Linked DNA regions of Mus musculus: region 2 is linked to region 1. A link is a contact called in public Hi-C data. All regions are on one chromosome and are shown on one strand. Each heading gives the region's core, a stretch centred on a gene start, on an enhancer-like site or on the middle of the called end of the contact. The rest is flanking DNA. Distances are from core to core; before and after follow the strand shown. Region 1 has its middle 100 kb from the start of Enkur. Region 2 overlaps Enkur (enkurin, TRPC channel interacting protein).

The links. Hi-C and Micro-C count contacts between places; a contact is called where the count stands out from the background.
Region 2: a contact with region 1 is called in a Hi-C map of the 3T3-L1 cell line, with 4 times the contacts expected there. The contact joins two enhancer-like sites. A contact is called at or near these places in 1 of 39 promoter capture datasets (the 3T3-L1 cell line), 17 of 484 Hi-C or Micro-C datasets (the 3T3-L1 cell line, the HPC-7 cell line, the N1E-115 cell line and 11 more) and 4 of 115 datasets of contacts at active chromatin or transcription factors (embryonic stem cells, fibro-adipogenic progenitors and heart atrium).

The regions. Positions count from the first base shown.
Region 1 is chr2:21,101,842-21,104,637 of GRCm38.p6, reverse strand. It overlaps the pseudogene Gm13377. Among named protein-coding and RNA genes, the nearest start is that of Enkur, 100 kb to the left of the region's middle. Within about 2 kb of position 1,442, at least 3 of the 459 cell types and tissues checked have an H3K27ac peak or open chromatin away from gene starts, as enhancers often do.
Region 2 is chr2:21,181,600-21,184,395 of GRCm38.p6, reverse strand. The region is part of intron 4 of Enkur (enkurin, TRPC channel interacting protein); the gene reads left to right. Among named protein-coding and RNA genes, the nearest start is that of Enkur, 22 kb to the left of the region's middle. Within about 2 kb of position 1,400, at least 43 of the 459 cell types and tissues checked have an H3K27ac peak or open chromatin away from gene starts, as enhancers often do.

The DNA.
Region 1 (2,796 bases), core at 193-2,692:
CATGAAAAAAACAACAACAGCAGCAACAGCCTTCTGGTGGTGTGCTGCAGTTTCTTGCCACTTCAGCAGACTCAGGCTGATTGGCAGAGTGATGTCAGCTGAGAGAGACGCACGTGCTGAGGCAAGATCTGTGGAGAACACATGATGTTTGGAGGGTATCAATAGGACTTGACAGACAGTGATGGAGGCTGAGCTAGGCTTGCTTACAGAGCTAGCTGTACAATGCTTATGGGTCTCATGCCTTAGCTGATCTTTGCTTTGCTGAGAGAGGCACAGCCAAGAACAGCTGCTGGCATTCTTGCTGGTCCCTTCTGCTGACTTGTGCTGAGGCTAAGGCCTGCTTGTTCCTGCTAAGTTGTTCCATGACAGTGTCCGATTCTCCTGAACTGGACTGCTGACATTCCCGTGAAACATTTGCAAGTGGATCGAGCTGCTGCCGCTAACTCCTGTGAATGACCCGCCAATTTCCAGACAACTCAAATGGGAGTTGCTCCAAAGAGCCTTTATAAACAAGTCCATTTTCCCTTTTCTACCTCTGGTGAGTTGTGGGCTAGAAGGGAGGTTAAAGCATTTAAGAACCATCATTAAGAGTAGGGTTTGAAAAAACTAAAGTTACAGCAGACTGTGTTTTGGTACCAAGTTACTGAATGCTTCTGATTGTGGTGTTTTCCCTCGTAAAATAAGGGCAATAAGGAGACCGGATCTCACAAGAAGATAGTTTATGAGTAGTAAATTGGATGCCACAAGGAAAAGCCCCGGTGCTAGATCATCCTAACCTGGGATCAATAAACAAAGTCATTATCATTGGTACTGTCTCAGAGTTAGGCCTGAGAGAGCATCATTTGCGTCATGGTGAGTGTAGCTGAAGAGCAATTCCATGTCCTGGGCCTTATATGAAGCAGAATGGGTCTCAGGGTCATATTTTCTTGATATATTCCTAAACAAAGGTCACTTAACTTTTCTGAAACTCTGCCCTTTAAACCAGCTATCGAATTTGTAAGGTTAGGATTCTCCTGCACCCATGGGAGGCTGGGGCCAGTGAACACCTTGTAGTCTGAGGGTGTTGGCAGGCCAGGAAGAAAATGGTTGCCAGGCACCAAGTGGCCTCAGGCTCACCTTTGTTCTGTTTCGACTCGGGATCTCCTTGGTTTTCACTCTGAAGTCCTGGATGCGTGAGGGCATTGGTTTTGTTCTCGATGGTTCGTGGAACAGAAAGCAGATAGCAACCACCTCAGGAAAAAGCTGTTGAGAGTACATCATGACTTTCTTTCTATTTTCACAGAAACCAAGACCAAATTGGAATCTTTCAGTAGAAATAGTCACATTCCTCATTCTTGAAGAAAATATTTAAAACTTTAGCAAGTCGGTTCAGTGTCCTGAAGTGTTTACTTGAGGCTATTATTAACTTCATTTTCATATTTAAATATATGATTTTGAGTCCTAGACCTATGATTTATTTTTGTCTATCTGGCTTGAAAATTTATAGCTTTAGAGCCCTTGAGCTGAGATGTTCAAGGAACAGTGTGTGGGTTTTGAATTTCAGTTTTTGTATTTCAGTTCATGGTCATTCAATTTATCAACATTAAAAAAAAATTCAGGGCACATGGATATTTCCCAGAAATCTAGTAGTTTCCCCAGGGGAAACATAAAATTTCATTAGTCTCTGAATTTAAAGATCTTCCAGCCCTTTAAAAAATAAGCATGGAAATACTGTTTCTAATGTAGGATTCAGGGAGGGTTGTCCAGGGGCTGAGTTCTGGGCCCTGTGTTAAAGAAAAACAGATTCTGAAACTTGCTTTGGAATCATTGCCCCAAGGGGTTTAGTCGAAAATGAAAATATATTCTAAGAGAGGCATGCTATATCACGTGGGCAGACCTGGAAGGGCCATTTTGGTCCTTCCTAAGTCCCCGGATAAGAGATTTCATGCCTGGCTTGTTGATTCTAACCTCTTGATTGTCATGATCAAAAGAGAATTGTACTAAGCCTGTTATCTGAGCATAAGCATTATGAGTTTAGACCTGACATAAGTTAAAGAGTTTGGAGCCATTGAAATAATAATAATACCCAACAGAGGGATTTATAATTATTGAAAATCACACAATTAATCATCTTATAAACTAGATCAGTACATGTGCAGTTATCTAAGGGATCAAGCGATGAGGAACAGTTAGCACAGTGGTCCCTGATGGTGCCACCCTCTGATCTCTAAGCTAAGATGTGCCTGAGTCAACCAGGGATACTGACAGCTCATCTATTTCTGCAGTTGCTCTGCTAGGTGACTCTGCCTTGAAAGCCGGGCAGCCATTTAAACTGAATTGTTTCCTCTCTAAAGTGCCTTGCATTTTGATGATAAATGGTAGGGAACATTTAGATGTTGTGTTTATATTTTACTTAGTATAGAGACTGTGTTATTCTACAGTGTCAAAATCTGCTTTCAAAACATAGTAAATGGAATCGTCCCCACTTTCGTAATGACCTGGAACTTGGAAATTGGAGCTTTGAAGAGAAGCCTTTGGGGCAAATGGAAGAGCAGCATGGTCTGTAGTTTCAGAGGATGGCAGGGATTCTGTGTTCAGGATGGGATAGACTGCAGGCAGAGGAAGAGAAACCAGATTCAAGGTTGCTGTAGACAGCCGGGTGAGAACTGGTGAGCCAGCATGGAAGGGTGGCAGGGGCTGAGAAGTGTGAGATTGTGTGGTGTCAGCTAGAACAAGGACTGCATGTGAGGGAATAGTGAGAGGTGACATCATAGTTTGGGAAACAGGTACAAATTGGATCAGCTAAAGGTCATGTAT
Region 2 (2,796 bases), core at 151-2,650, 80 kb before region 1:
GGTGTTTCGCCTGCATGTATGTGTGTATACCACATACATGCCTGGTGCCTGTGGAGGTCAGAGAGGTGTTGGATCTCCTACAACTGAGTTATAGATAGTTATGAGCCGCTGTGTGAGAACTGGGAAACACACCGTGGCCTTTTAGAAGAGCAGCCAGTCCTCTTAACTTCTGAGCCCTCTCTGCAGACCCTGAGAAAAGCTTTGCTTTCATGTATCCTGACTCTCAATCATTGGGCTCATTTACAGTGCTGTTGCAGTCCTGTTGCCTCTGCTGATGTCCTCAAGTATTTCCCACACATCTTCCCCAGTCACTGCGAAGCTTCGGGTCTTACCTTAAGATCCCTTCTATGCATTTTGAACTGATCTGAGTAGTTTCATTGCACACTCAGAAATTCCATTTTTTTCAGCCCCGTGTTTTGAAAATACTCTCTCTTTCTCAATGTGTCTTTTTTTTTCTTTTTTGACACCTTTGTCAAGAATTCAGTGGTTATATCTCTGTGGGTTTATTTCTGGGTCCTCTCTTTTATTCCATCAGTTTGCATATCTGCATTTAAGCCAGTACCAAGCTGTTTTTGTTACTGTAGCTCTCTAATATAGTCTGAAATCAGGCATTGAGAGTCCTCCAGCATCACTCTTTTGATAAGAATTGCTTTGGCTATTGAAGGCCCTTGAAGATTAGAAACTGACACTTACATATGTTCTGGGGTGGAGGCAGGGTCAGTTGAACTAGTGGACTCCCTTCCTTTCCCAGCTTTACACTGCTGCTGAGTCAATACTGAGAAACCAGATGTTCACCAGGTCTGTCTTTACTTTGGTGGCTTTACTCTTCTTCTCAGGAATCTTTGCTGGCCACATGTAACTTTTCAGCCTGTGGGCCAGGCAATTGTCTCATCCTTTACATACATGCTGTACTGCATCCCTGTGATAGCTAGTGTTCTAGCTGGAGATGTCTCCCAAACGTGAAGATCTCTCCCAAATGTCTTGGGAGTGTGAGAAGCAATCACAGCACTGCGATCTGCTCAAGCAGAAACTGTCTTTATACTTGCAAGAACTCTTGAGTACTAACTGCCATGTTGGAGGGAAGCAGCTCTTAGGTATACAGACCATGCCTGAAACATCAGGTTTCTGGGGCTGTACGGCAGTGCAAGTCAGTAATCATGGTCCAGAGGTTGATCAGACTGCAGAGCGATTCTTTGTTGATTTGTGTCTGTTTCTGGCCTCCAGGGTTAGATTATCCTTCCCCATGCACTTCCCTGCCCAGCTTCCTGTTGTCTACAGCCTGGATTTGTCAGCCTCCAGCCTGCTGGTCTCTACTTCTGCCTCCAGAGACTTCCCACACCCTGACCCTGTGGCAGGCCAAACCAAAGCTGCTAGGCCTGTTCTCACACTTCAAGGAAGCTTGGTTTTTAATAGGATCTTGCTCAAGATGCTGCCTGTTAGTTGCCCTGAGTCACCCAGAATGACACTGTGGGATTTCTCACCATCTCACCAAAATGGAATGACAGCTTGTGAATGCTGCTTTGGACTTGTCCTAATGGTGGGACTGCCTGTTGCCTATGTGGCTCAACTTTTAGAAATGGCATCTGTTTCTTCTTAGCCTACATGACCCAGGTTGGCTTTCTCTTTATTCACATGGCATCTGCTCTTTTGTGGCATCCTTTTGCTTCCTTTGTGGACTTCCAAAGCTTGCTCTTTCTCTCTTGACATGCAATTTACTTTTTCTTTGTGTCTGCACGTATACACACATGTGTACCTGTGTACATACATGCCCAGGCACACTCAGAAATATACATGAGTGTGCATATATGTGCTTTAGAAAGACAAAACTTTTCTAATGTATAAAAAATATTTCCAAACCAACTTATATGTATTCATATGTGGAGGTTAGGGGTCAATGTGGGGGTGACTTCTGTCACTGTCTACCATATTTTTTGAGAAAGGGTCTCCAACTGAACCTGGAGTTTACCAATTCAGACAGGCTGGCTTCTCTGAAAGCTCCTGCTATATCTTCTTATCTCCACCATTACGCCCAGGAGTAGAGTTTGTTACAGACAAGTGTGTAAATAAAATGATCTATGATGAATGAAAAGTGCTGCTTTGTAAAACTTCACTGAATGAATTGAATTTGTAGTTTAAGACCTGTCAGTGGTGCCCCTGGTGTAGTGGAGCGAGAAATGTAGCCAGGCAAAGATGGAAATGGCGTTTATAGCTCCTAAGAGATCCTTAATTTTAAATTTGTTGGTTTTAGAGATCATAAAACATTAACTATGTTATTAAATTAGCATGTGTTCTACATCTAATGACATTCCAACAATGTCTAGAATACATTAACAGGAAGTATGGAGCCCTTGACTATATGGAAGATGATTTAGTCTTTGTAATATATTGAAAAGATATACAAAAAGGTCATTGTAAAATTGAATTTTGGTATTTTTCTTACAATAACATTTTACTAAATAAAATATGAGACCTCCATGTTGAAGAATAAGGATAAAATAGAAACTTCTGAGCAGAGAGGAGGTGAAGGTGGGGGTGGGGTGGTTTGTTGTATGAAGTGTCTACCTTGTGAGCATGGGGAGCTGAGCTTGATCCCCAGCACCCATGTAAGAGTGACAGGCATGGCGACATGTGCTGTGATCTTAGCAGGAATGTGGAAGAAACAGGTAGATCCTGGCAGTGGGGGAGGGGGCAGCAGTGGGAGGGACCACTGGACAGCTAACCTAAGTTCCTGAGTTCCAGGGCTGCAAAGGATGTGGTGGTGGTCCTGAACATGATATATGTGAGATTGTATTCTAG